Regions from separate parts of the Canis lupus genome. Here region 1 is linked to region 2. A link is a contact called in public Hi-C data. All regions are on one chromosome and are shown on one strand. The core of a region is the stretch at or near the end of the contact, and the rest is flanking DNA. Distances in the headings are between cores, read along the strand shown.

Evidence for each region. Hi-C and Micro-C count contacts between places; a contact is called where the count stands out from the background.
Region 1: a contact with region 2 is called in a Hi-C map of blood, with 1.8 times the contacts expected there. The contact joins the enhancer-like site here to the promoter of PPIL1 in region 2. A contact is called at or near these places in 2 of 9 Hi-C or Micro-C datasets (both in blood).

What each region holds. Positions count from the first base shown.
Region 1 is chr12:6,420,857-6,426,897 of UU_Cfam_GSD_1.0, forward strand. TMEM217 (transmembrane protein 217) reads right to left here. Exons shown (of 2, transcript XM_038553914.1): 2 at 3,879-5,468. The coding sequence starts at 5,441. The coding sequence ends at 4,890. LOC111098242 (small nuclear ribonucleoprotein G-like) reads right to left here. Exons shown (of 1, transcript XM_038553915.1): 1 at 6,023-6,041. Among named protein-coding and RNA genes, the nearest start is that of PIM1, 29 kb to the left of the region's middle. Within about 2 kb of position 2,610, at least 4 of the 20 cell types and tissues checked have an H3K27ac peak or open chromatin away from gene starts, as enhancers often do. A contact at or near this core is called in blood, where this site is marked.
Region 2 is chr12:6,121,577-6,127,463 of UU_Cfam_GSD_1.0, forward strand. It overlaps PPIL1 (peptidyl-prolyl cis-trans isomerase-like 1), which reads right to left and starts at 2,216. Exons shown (of 6, transcript XM_038553902.1): 1 at 1,941-2,216; 2 at 471-1,466. It overlaps C12H6orf89 (bombesin receptor-activated protein C6orf89 homolog), which reads left to right and starts at 2,290. Exons shown (of 9, transcript XM_038553899.1): 1 at 2,290-2,441. The coding sequence starts at 2,440.

The sequences.
Region 1 (6,041 bases), core at 1,360-3,859, 300 kb after region 2:
ATGGGCTCCACACTGGGGGTGGAGTCTGCTTAAGATTCTCTGTCTCCTTCTTTCTCTGCCCTCTCATCCCCCTCCAAAAAAAAAAAAAAAAAAAGTAAGTTATTTCTGACAATCATCAGATAATTGTTTGACTCAGATTTTTACATATCCACAATCACACAAACATGTCATACAGATGCAGAAATATGCATGTACACACAGATACACAAACACACATAGTCACATGCACAAACACATGCTTAGAAAGCCTTTGTGCAACAAGATTAATATGGTCAGAAGGCATTTGTAAAGCCTATGTCCAGGGAAGAAATTCATAATTCATTTAGAAAAAGAAATGTAAGCATTTTTTTAAAAAAAAGTTTTATTCATTTAAGTAATCTCCATACCCCATGTGGGGCTTGAACTCATGACCCTGAGATCAAGAGTCACAGGCTCCCCTGACTGAGCCAGCCAGGCACCCCAAATTTAAGCATTTAAAGTTGCTATTTTACTAACAACAGATGAGGGGATGGAAGGGATGGGAAAACAAGCCTAGGAGGGTTCTTTTCACTCACTCACTGAGCAACTAACCTGTGTGAAAGGCTGTCTTGAGAGTCAGGGGCTGGCGTCAGAGGCCTTCATTAACCTTTTATCAGGTGGGCAAATGGATTAAAAAAAACAGCAAAGCATCAGACCATATGTAGAGACTGATGGTGGAGAGAGACCAAAGAAAGGGAAAGAGAGGGGCTTCGAGCGGCACCTGGGAGGGCTCAGTCAGTTAAGTGTCTGCCTTTGGCTCAGGTCATAATCCTGGGGTCCTGGGATCAAGCCCCACATCAGGCTCCCTGCTTAGCAAGGAGTCTGCTTCTCCCTCTGTATCTGCCTCTGCCTCTCCCCCTTCTTGTGCTCTCTCTCTCAAATAAATAAATAAAATCTTAAAAAAAAGGGGGGGGGCTTTAAGGGCTGAGGATATTAGTAATTGATGTGGGCATTTTTTGGGGAAAAGAAGCAGGGGGAATGGATACCTAAGCCCTGGGGAAAAAAAGAAGTAAAATAGATGGGAACATTTGACACATCTTAAAACCAGCAGGGAGAAGTAAACAAGAACGAATTCTGTCCCCCCAAAGACTCGGCTGCTAGGGGAAACTGGGAAGTACAGGTGACAGCAGTGAGGTGGGAAAGATGACCAGAAATATTTCGTGGTTGTGTGCTGAAGAGCAAACACCTTCCGGGAGCAGCCAGCAGAGACCGTGGGAAAAGGGGAGACCCTCTTCTCTCTGGGGAAGTACGTGTCTGCTTGCTTCCTCTTGACACTATCATCCCCCACACAGATCTTCTTCCTTCACCCCGAGGTAACTCCAGGGGTATCTGCACCTTCTCAGGCTGTCACCTCTCTGTTTTCTCTCCTCCCTTCTCGGGCCTCTTCCAGCTACAGTGTACAGGTCTCCTCCTCCAGGAAGACTTCCCTGCTCTCCAATCTCCAAGAGACTCCTCCTATGGCCCCCAGTGCTTCCCTCAGCACCCATCATATGGGCCCAATGGCCCTGAGTGACTCAGCCCTCCCTAGGCTGGGCACTTCTTGAAATGCAGGCTGTGTCTTACTTTCTAGGATATTCCTCAGGCTCAGGCCCTGCTACACAGTAGACACTCAGCAAACCTAGTGAAGCAAGGGAGGCCGGAAGGGCAGAGACCTTCATGGGGCTGGAGGGGAGGGTTAGGTGGTGACAGCTCTGGGAATATGCCCTTCTCGGGGGCACCTGCACTCTTCGAAAGGTTGGTTTTAAGCTTGATGAGGTGGAGCCAGGAAACGAGGTGGTATGTCTAGTGTCAGCAGCTGGTGCAGGGAAAGAGAGTTAAGGAAGGGAGGGAGGGACAAGGAAGCTGAAATTGTACCCCTTGTGAATATTTCCACCTGTAATGATCTGCTGACTTCAGAAGTGAGTAAGAGAAGAAGGGAGAAGGAAGGGAGGCTGAAGAGCAGAAAGACATTGGCCCTCACCAGTCTGTGTACCATAACCACCTGGTGGAAAACAGTCAACAGTCCTTCATTCTATTCTGTGGAGAGTCTGTGTCTATTCATTCCACAAATATTTATCAAGCACATGCTATGTGCCGGGTATTGTTCTAGCTGCTGGGAAGACAGCAATAAAGAAAATATGGTGCTCGTATTTTGGGGGGTAGAGGAGGTAATAATTGTATGGAGTAAGTCAGGTGATATGCGTTATGAAAAAAAAATAAAGCAGGCTAAGTGGGTTACAGAGGGAGGGCATGGGGAGGGGTTGGGTTCACATAAATTGGTAGGAAAAGCCTCTCCAGTGACTTTTGAGCAGACATCTGAAGGAAACGAGAGGAAGCCAGTGGATACCTGGAGTGAGACCATTCCAGGCTAAAGAAACAACGCGTGCAAAGGCCCCAGGGCTGGCATATACTGGGTGTGGAGGAGGAACTGCAAGGAGGCCAGTGTGGCTGGAGCAGAGGGAGGGAGGAGAGCAGTTAGGAAGGAGATCAGTGGGATGACAGGGAGCACTTCTGATGTCTGGATGTCAGGGAGATGAGGAGGGCCAACAAGGCAGGTGGCGAATGCAGAGGGATGGCCTTTGAGTCCTACAGGCCAAGAGAGAGCGCTGTTTGCAGGTCAGGGAAGGATCAGTTAGTTGGTCAACAGCCATGGAGCAGCATGGCAGGAGAAAGCTGAGCTCAGGATTGGGCAGTGTGGAGACCGCCTTACCAAGAGCAGACTTGGTGGACTGGAATGGGTTCTCAAGAGAATGGGAAGCTGGGATGGGGAGGCCGACAGGCCACACTTTGAGGAGTCCTAGTGTAGAGGGGCGCACAGCCTTTATCTGATCCTCTTAAGCTTCCTGGCATCAGGTAACTCTTAGCTGATTCTTGGGATTCTGTGTCCCTCTCCACCTCTTCTGCACATGGGTCTCCAGTCAGCCAGGTCCCCACCATGCCACCCCAGCTGAGATGGGGGATTAGAGTCAGAAGTCAGCTCATGTTTTATTTTTTGTTTCTGGTACCAGACAATGCACGCCTTGTGAGACTCGGGCGGCGACGCACACTATGAGTCCTCAGTCATCAATCAGCTCCAGGCTCCCTAAATCCCTCATCAGCCGCCCCTAGAGGATCTGGTCGGGAAGGCAAACAGCACTAATCAAAAGCTTATTGCTGACTGCCATCTGGTGGTCATTTTAGGTACTGGCCTGCGTCCAAATCTGGTACTCGCAGGGCGGTGGGAAGAATTGAGTGAATTATTAGAATAGCACCGGGCACTTACTATGTGTTTGGTAAAAGTGAGCTACAGTCACTATGCTCGTGGTTTGGAGGAGTGGGATTAAAATAAATGTGTCCCTTGGCTTCACCTCCAACATATTTGGAATGAAAAAGAAATATCCTAAAAGGAGGTCCCTCTTTTTTATCTTGGTAAAGATAAGAGTGCTTCAGGGAACCAAGATGTTGTGTATATATATATATATAGTCAGATGATCTAGAATCAAATCCTGCTTTTGCTACCATGCGACCTCAGTCACATCACTTAAGTGCCTTGAGTCTCAGTTTCATCAAGCCGTAAAATGGGAGCATTAGAATTAAAATGACTCGGGCAGGGTAGCCCTGGTGGCGCAGCGGTTTAGCGCCGCCTGCAGCCCGGGGTGTGATCCTGGAGACCCGGGATCGAGTCCCACATCGGGCTTCCTGCGTGGAGCCTGCTTCTCCCTCTGCTTCTGTCTCTGCCTCTCTCTCTCTCTCTCTCTCTGAATGAATAAATAAATAAATCTTAAAAATAAAATAAAATAAAATAAAATGACTCGGGCAGCCTGGGTGGCTCAGCGGTTTAGCGCCGCCTTCAGCCCAGGGCGTGATCCTGGAGATCAGGGATCGAGTCCCACGTCGGGCTCCCTTGTATGGAGCCTGCTTCTCCCTCTGCCTGTCTCTTTCTCTCTCTCGCTCCCTCTCTCTCATGAATAAATAAATAGATAAATTCTTTAAAAAAAGAATTAAAATGACTGGTACTGAATGTAAAGAGCTCTCAGTAAAAGATGCTCTCCTTTAGTTAACAGTAGTGGCATACTAGCTCTCAACACTGGGAGTGTATTGCTCTAAATAGTGATTCTTGGGGCACCTGGATGACTCAGTTGGAAGAGCGTGTGACTCTTGATCTCAGGGTCCTGGGTTTGAGCCCTACATTGGGTGTAGAGATTACTAAAAAAATAAAAATAAAGAAATATATAATAAAATAGTGGTTCTCAATTGGGGGCAATTTTGTCCTCCCAGGGAACATTTGGCAACACCTGCAGATATTTTTGGTTGTCACACGTGTGAGGGGATACTATCTAGTGGGTAGAGGTCACAGATGCTGCTGCATCCTCTAATGCAGGGAACAGCTCCATACAGGACAGAATTTTCCAGTCCAAAATGTCAATAGTCCTAAAACGGAAAAAAATCCTGGAGCTTTCTTAAATGAGGATTCTTCTTACTATGTTATGGACCAATAGGAGGAAGTGCTTTCCAAAAAGTATGAGAGAAGCAGAGTGATACATGAAGCTGGAAAGAGATTCTTTCTGCAATTAAATGCAGGAGCAAAATGAGGCTTCAAAATGAGGCTTCAAATGAGGTTTCAAAAATTAGAAACTAGGGACGTGCAGAGAGGAGGGGATCATGAGAAGTAATAGCATACATCAGTAAGAGGGTTAAGCAAGAACAAAGGCAGTATATAATAAAAAGCTAAAACAAGTCACAAACACATGCACAATAATTGATCCATGCAACCCACCCTCCCCCAAGAATAGTTGTAAATAATACTCAAGAACCCTGAAAAGGTAAGCAAAACCAACAGAATCAACAGGCAGGAAGAAGGGGAGCTATCGTCGGGAGCATGGTCCCTCTCTTTCTCTTCTTCCTGGCACAGTTCAGTTTAACTTGCGGTACAATGTTCCCATCCCAACAGGTGACCATGAATCGACCGTACAGATGGAGGAGTGCCTGCGGCGGCCTATCTTACTTAAAGTCTTAGGGTCCTTGTAAAGGAAGTAGATATGCTTAGAGATGAAAGGCAGGGAGAGGAAGTGCAGAAGCATATGGGAGATTTGGAAGATCAAGTTCAGGTAACTCAGCTCCTTGAACTGCTCTTTGATGATCCCGTTGATGAGTATGACCATGGAGAAGTTGATGAGCTCATAGGTGATGATCCACACAGCATAACACAGCAGCCCCACGTAGTTGTTCGTGCGGATGCAATAGAGAAGGAACACGCTGAACAGGATGGTCATGGTAGATAAGACAATGCTGATAGACTTCTTCTGGATCATGATCCAAGATATTACCTCTGATTTTGTGTCCATGTAGATGTCGATTTTTTCCTCGTAGCCAATGGATGTAATGTGGTTCAAGTCAAAGATGAGGAACTGGATGGTGTTAAGGACAGAGAAGATGCCCACCAGAAGAGAGATCGTCTTGTTCATTTGATATGTGTTTTACCACAGCATCTGCTACAGAAAAAAAAAAAAAAATGGAGATGCATCACAAGATGGTAGAGTTAGCCCTAGAGAAATTCCTTGAGCCACTGTTGTAAATGGGAAAGCTAAAAGTAAGTTGGTTTATGGACAGGCAATGGGCCCAAGGTCAAGGGACATAGCATCTGGCCCCAGCTCTGGCCTAACTAGCTATGGGTGACCAAGTTACTGGCAAGTGAGGGCATCATTGGCCCAAGACACTCCTTAGGGAGCTCCCAGCTCTGCTATTTCAGAGGCAGCTATGCTTTATTTATTTATTTTTTGACCATTATAAAAGTTTAACAAAAAAGTTCACTATGAAAATGCAAGTGGGGCAGCCCTGGTGGCCTGCGGTTTAGCGCCACCTTCCCCCGGGGGTGTGATCCTGGAGATCCCGGATAGAGTCCCACGTCGGGCTACCTGCCTGGAGCCTGCTTCTCCCTCTGCCTGTGTCTCTGCCTGTGTCTCTGCCTCTCTCTCTCTCTCTCTCTCTCGAATAAATAAATAAAATCCTTTTTTTAAAAAAAGAAAAAAAATGCAGGCGACCTGATTCTTGTATTGTAGTAAAAC
Region 2 (5,887 bases), core at 966-3,465:
CGATCCTGGAGACCCGAGATCGAATCCCATGTCGGGCTCCCGGTGCATGGAGCCTGCTTCTCCCTCTGCCTGTGTCTCTGCCTCTCTCTCTCTCTCTCTCTCTCTCTGTGTGTGACTATCATAAATAAATAAAAATTTATAAAAAAAAAAAAAAGAGTTAGATAGTCAATGGACTGAGTCACTCAGGCACCCCTATACAATCTATTCTTAATGGGCATTTGGAATTTTTCCAGATTGTGTCTATGACAAATAGTGCTGCTATGAATATTTTGTATCTTGGTGCACTTGTAGGTGAATTTTTTGGAGTATATCCGTAGAAGTAGAATTGCTGGGCCTGGTATGAGATTAGGTTATATGTATATTATAATTTCATAGTTAACCAGACTGTTTTCCTAAATGGCTATAGCAGTTTACATTTCCTACCAGCTCTGTGTGAGTTGCTGTTACTCCACTTCCTCATCCACACTTACTTAGTGTCACTAGTCTTTTCCATTGAAGCAATTTTGGAACCTGTATAAGATCTCAGTAGTCCTTTCCCAAACAACTAATCATTAGTGAAGTTGAACACTCTTTTACATGTGTTTGCCATTTAGGTATGCTCTTTTGTGGTATTATCTTTGTGTTCAAATCCTCTGCCCATTCTTCTATTTGGCTGTTTAGTCCGTCTTTTCTTATTGGTAGAGTTCTTTATGTATCCTGGACACAAGCTCTTTGTTGGTTTCTCTCAATCTGTAGGTTGTCTTCTTGGTTCTCTTAATTGTGTCTTTTAGTGATCAGAGGTGGTAGCTAATTTTAATGTGGTTCACTGTATCAATCTTATCTTTTACAGAATGTCTCAATTCTGACTAGCCACATTTAGGTATTTAGTAATCACTTGCATGGCAATGGCATTGGACAAGAGCTGCTCTAAAGTTGTATTACTTTATTTTTCTCATGTAGAGCAATAATGCACATAGAATTTATTTTGGTATATGGTGTGAAGTTGGAGTCAAGTTTCATTTTTTCCTATAAGGATATACAACTGACCCAAAACCCTTTATTTATTTATCAGAACTATTTATTGAAAGTATTATCCTTTCCTTGCTTCTCTGTTGTACCTCTTTGTCATAAAGCAAGTGTCTATATATGTGTGGTTCTCATTTTGGTCTCTCTGTTCTGCTTAATTAGTTTGCTTATCCCTGCATCAGTATCACACTGCCTTTGTAGTTAGCTTTGTTGGTCTAAACCCCATAGCATTTTGATGGCTGATCTCTAGTAAAAAGCAGTTATGATCATGGCACTAAAGACAGGGCAAAATAAGGAGCCTGGGTTCAAATCATGACCCCACCACTCTGTGTAATCCTGAGCAAGTCAACCTTTCCATAAACCTCAGTTTGGCTGGTATGAGATAAATGTTGTGGGGTATGAAGGAAGGATTTCCTCTGCACTTTCAAGATTCTTCCAGCTGGACAAAGCATCAAATGGACCTGCGACAGATTAATAGGAGAAAATCAAATTTAGGTTCATACATACAGGGAACACACACACACTCTCACAATTCCAAAGACAGCCAACAGGAGGCTTATCTGAGACAACCTGAGCTAGCAGAGGGGCAGGGTCTGGGCATACAAAGAAGAGAAAGGCCCCCTTCTGTTAGCAGAAGGTGAGAGATGTTTGGAAAACAAAGGTGGCCCTGTAAATTTCTTAGGTAAAAAGTAATCTGTGTTAATAGTTCTCTTGCTGGTACAGGCAGGCAGTTGAAGGGGAGGTAGAAGTTTTCCTACAACTGCTGGGTTTTGACTGCTTTTAGTTCAAAATAATCCCCATGCTAAAGTGCCCCATCTTGGGGTGGTCTGCCCTTGGCCCTACAGGGACTCTTTATATAAGGTTGTTGAATTGGTTTCACGAATATGAAGGGCTTGGTGATATCTGGCACAGAGTAAGCCTCAATAAATACTCACGAGTAGGCGGTGGTGTGTTCTTTTGAGTTTGCTGCCGTTAGACTAAGAGCGCCCAGAGGCTTTAAGGGCCTGCCCTCCATTACCCGTCCCTCCCACGCCCACCCCTTAATGCCCAACATCGGGCCCGGCAGGTAGTGCGGGGCTCAGCACACGCTTGTTCAGCGCATCAGCGCGGCTGCGACGCCCGTCCCACAACGGGAAGAGGACAGACCCCGCCGGGCACGGACTGACCCGCCCCACCAGAAGAGTCTGACGCCAGGGGGAGCCAGAACCCGTGCCCTCCAGATCTCGCGGGAGTTCGCCCGGCCGCTGTCGCGGGTTCTGCTGCTGACGGCAGCGCGGGGCACGAAGAAAGACCTACCCGAGGGCGCGCGGCCTCGGCTGTGGCGCGGGAGTTACTTCCGGGTTACGCCCCCGGAAGCAGGAAGTCGGTTTACCCTCCTCGCCCGGCGGCTGCAGTCCCCGAGGCGGGAGGAGCCCGAGGGGGCGCGGGCCCCGCATGTGAGTGACTGGGGCCCGAGGCCGGGAGGGGGGCGGCCGCCGTGTGACAGCCTCACCGCCGCGCCCGTCTGTGACATCCTCGCGCAGCCGCTTGCCCCTGCGCAAGCCCCGTATCTGAGCCGCGGGTGTTTCGCAGACTGACGGCCCCCCGGCGACTCCTCCCCAGCCCCCCGCCAGGGTCGGCTCCTTCAAGACGGCTTTGCTTTCCTTGGCTCGGCGGGGCCGGTCACAGCAGTGTCCGAAACACGACTGGCGCCAGCCAAGTCTCGATGTCCCTGCCTTGCTGACGGATCTCTAATTTTTTTGGTATACTGAGAATAGATTCCCCGCCCCCCCCCCCATATCTTTTCCTATTGAGGAAATTTATCTTTTATTTTTTATTTTTTGAGGAAACATTTTAAGTGTGGACTTGGTACATAATAGCGTAGCATCTAGAATTCCAGAAAGTTGGTTTGACCGGTTGAGCGGTTCGTTATCACCTTTTAGTACAGAAAAATCGCCTGTCTAGTGTTCCATAGTGTTTTAAGATCATTAACCCTGCTGGCACACCTCCTGCTTAAGAGCCTGCATAGCCTTGGTATTTGCGAGTACATTAGTCAGTCATCACTTTGTAATAGGAACTACTTCCAGATACATATTACTCCGACTTTTTAATAAGGTTGCTCATTTGGTTGTTCCCTTGGTGGAATGCTCTATGAGCATTTGTCCCTTAATAAAATTGTGCATTTGAGTTTATCACAATTTCTCTGCAAAGAACAACCCAAATACAATTTTTCTACATCGAAGTTTTGACTGCAGTTCACATAGGCCAGCTTGCATACCTTTGTTGCCCGTCAGGCCCTTTCTGCTTTTGACCAAAACAGTTTTCTTTTTTTTTTTTCTTTAAAGATTTTATTTATTTATTCATGAGAGACAGAGAGAGGGGCAGAGACACAGGCAGAGGGACAAACAGGCTCCATGCAGGGAGCCCGACGTGGGAGTCAACCCCGGGTCTCCAGGATCACACCCTGGGCTGAAGGCAGGCGCCAAACCACTGAGCCACCCAGGGATCCCCCAAAACAGTTTTCAAGACCTGGTTTGAATCCCTGTTCCTCTTACAGCTGCCCTAGAACAGCATAGAGATTGTCTAAATGGGAGGTTCCTAAACCTTCCATTTAGTTTTCATCTAAAGCCTCCTTAGGCTGATGTATTTTTAAGAATAAGAACAATAAGAGGTAAAATGAATAGTTTGGGAATGAACGATCGCTTTGGAGCCTTCCTATGCATTTGTTTAGTAGACATTGATTAGGTTTCCTTTCCCTGAGGTGAATTTCCATGTCTGTTCTTAGTTTTTTCTGTTGTTATGTATTCCATTTATCTCTTGCTTTCACGTGTTAAATAACAAAAATTCAAATGAGTAAGTTTTAAAGATACAGTTGGCTTTATTCAATTCATGAATCCGGCAGCATTCCATCTAGCAAGTAGAGGGGAGCTTCTAGGGCTACAGGAAAGGAAAGGTTTTTAAAAGTAGAGAGGGTCTCCATCGCTATCTCTGTCTCTCTCAAATAAAGAATACAATCTTTAAAAGGTTGGTGGGGGGCGTTTGGGTGGCTCAGTTAGTTAAGTGTCTGCCTTGAGCTACAGTTATTATCCTGGGGTCCTGGGGTTGAGCCTCCTGTCAGGGTAGCCTGCTTCTCCCTCTCCCCCCTATTCTTGCTATCTCTCTTTCTCTGTCTTTCTCAAATAAATAAAATCTTAAAAAAAAAAGTGGAGGGGTGCCTGAGTACCTCAATTGGTTAAGCATCCAACTCTTGATTCCAGCTTAGATCATGATCTTGGTTGTGAGATGGAGCCCTAGTTGGGGGGGGTGGGGGGTGGGAGGTGCTCAGTTGAGATTCTCCCTTTGCCCCTCCCCTCATTCACTCTCTCTCTCTAAAAACAAATAAAATCTTTTAAAAAAATAAGAGTGTAGAATAAAGACCCCCCTTTTTTTTTTAAGATTTATTTTTATTTATTTATGATAGAGAGAGAGAGAGAGAGAAGCAGGCTCCATGCAGGGAGCCCAACATGGGACTCGATCCCAGGACTCCAGGATCAGGCCCTGGGCTGAAGGCAGGTGCGAAACCGCTGAGCCACCCAGGGATCCCCAAGACCCTTTTTTTTTTAAAAGGCAAAGTCACTCTGAATGGGAGGAGTTCTATCAGTAAATTCTCTAGAGCTGACCAGAAATTCCATGTTGATTGGTTAAAGTTTTAGGGGATTTTGAAAGTGCAGTTAGGTTAGGTGGTAAGTCTTGGTTAACTGACTGAAGCTAAGGGACACCATTTTGGGCCTTTGATTTTCTTTTTAACACAAGAAACAATTTAGTGTGAGGAGACATGGAAATAGGTATAATACCGAATGATAAGGGTTGTGTTTAAGGTTCCAAGGACAAACATCGCGGCTGAAATAAGGAGTTCATTCATTGGAAAAGCACGGGAGCTAGACTTTTTAGGCAGAGGAAATTATTTGTGCAAAAGCAAAAAGATGTGTAATGATATGGCAGTGAAATGTGTGTGGAAGGAATGGGAAATGAGACTGAACAGGTAATCAGTGACCAGGTTGGAAAGGGCCATGCTAAGTAATCTGGACTTCATCTTATATTATTAAATATTAAATTTGGGTATCGGGACAAATGCTTTACATTTATCATCTTGTAATCCATTAATGACAGTGTTGGAAACAGAGTTATCCTCGTTTCATAAAATAATGAAAACTCTGAGGTTAGATTAAGTTGTGTCTCATGGCTAGAGGAGATGGAAGATCAAGGAATTATCCAGCTTTTCCCAACTCCATTGCTTGCTTAACCCATGGTGCTAAATTGTTCTGCAGCAGGGCATGGGGATTCAAGGAAGTTGCTTTATTTATTTTTTAGAGAGGAAGAGAGAGGATTTTTTTTTAAAGATTTCATTAATTTATTCTTGAGAGACACAGAGACAATAGAGGGAGAAGCAGGCCCCTTGCAGGGAGTCAGATGGGGACTTGATTCCTGGGACCTGGGATCCCCCCCCCCCCCCCCCCCCCCCCCCTGCTGCAGACAGAGGCTCAACCCCTGAGCTACTCAGGCTCAGGCGTCCCTGGAGAGAATTTTATTTTTTTTTTTATTTTTTTTTATTTTTTTTTTTTTATTTATTTATTTTTTTGGAGAGAATTTTAAACAGACTCTATGCTGGGTCTTGATCTGGATCTTGATCTCACAAACCTGAGGTCTTGACCTAAGCCAAAATCAAAAGTCAGATGCTTAACCAGCTGTGCCACCCAGGCGCCCTCAGGGAAGTTGCTTTAAACAGACAAGTAACATGAACTAGTTTGTGTTTCAGAAAAGCAATTTGTGGAGAGTAGAGGATGGATTGGAGAGGAGGATAGTATAGAGATTAAGTATATCTTTGTGATGGTCCATGGAGAGAATGTTGAGGGCCTTCACTGCC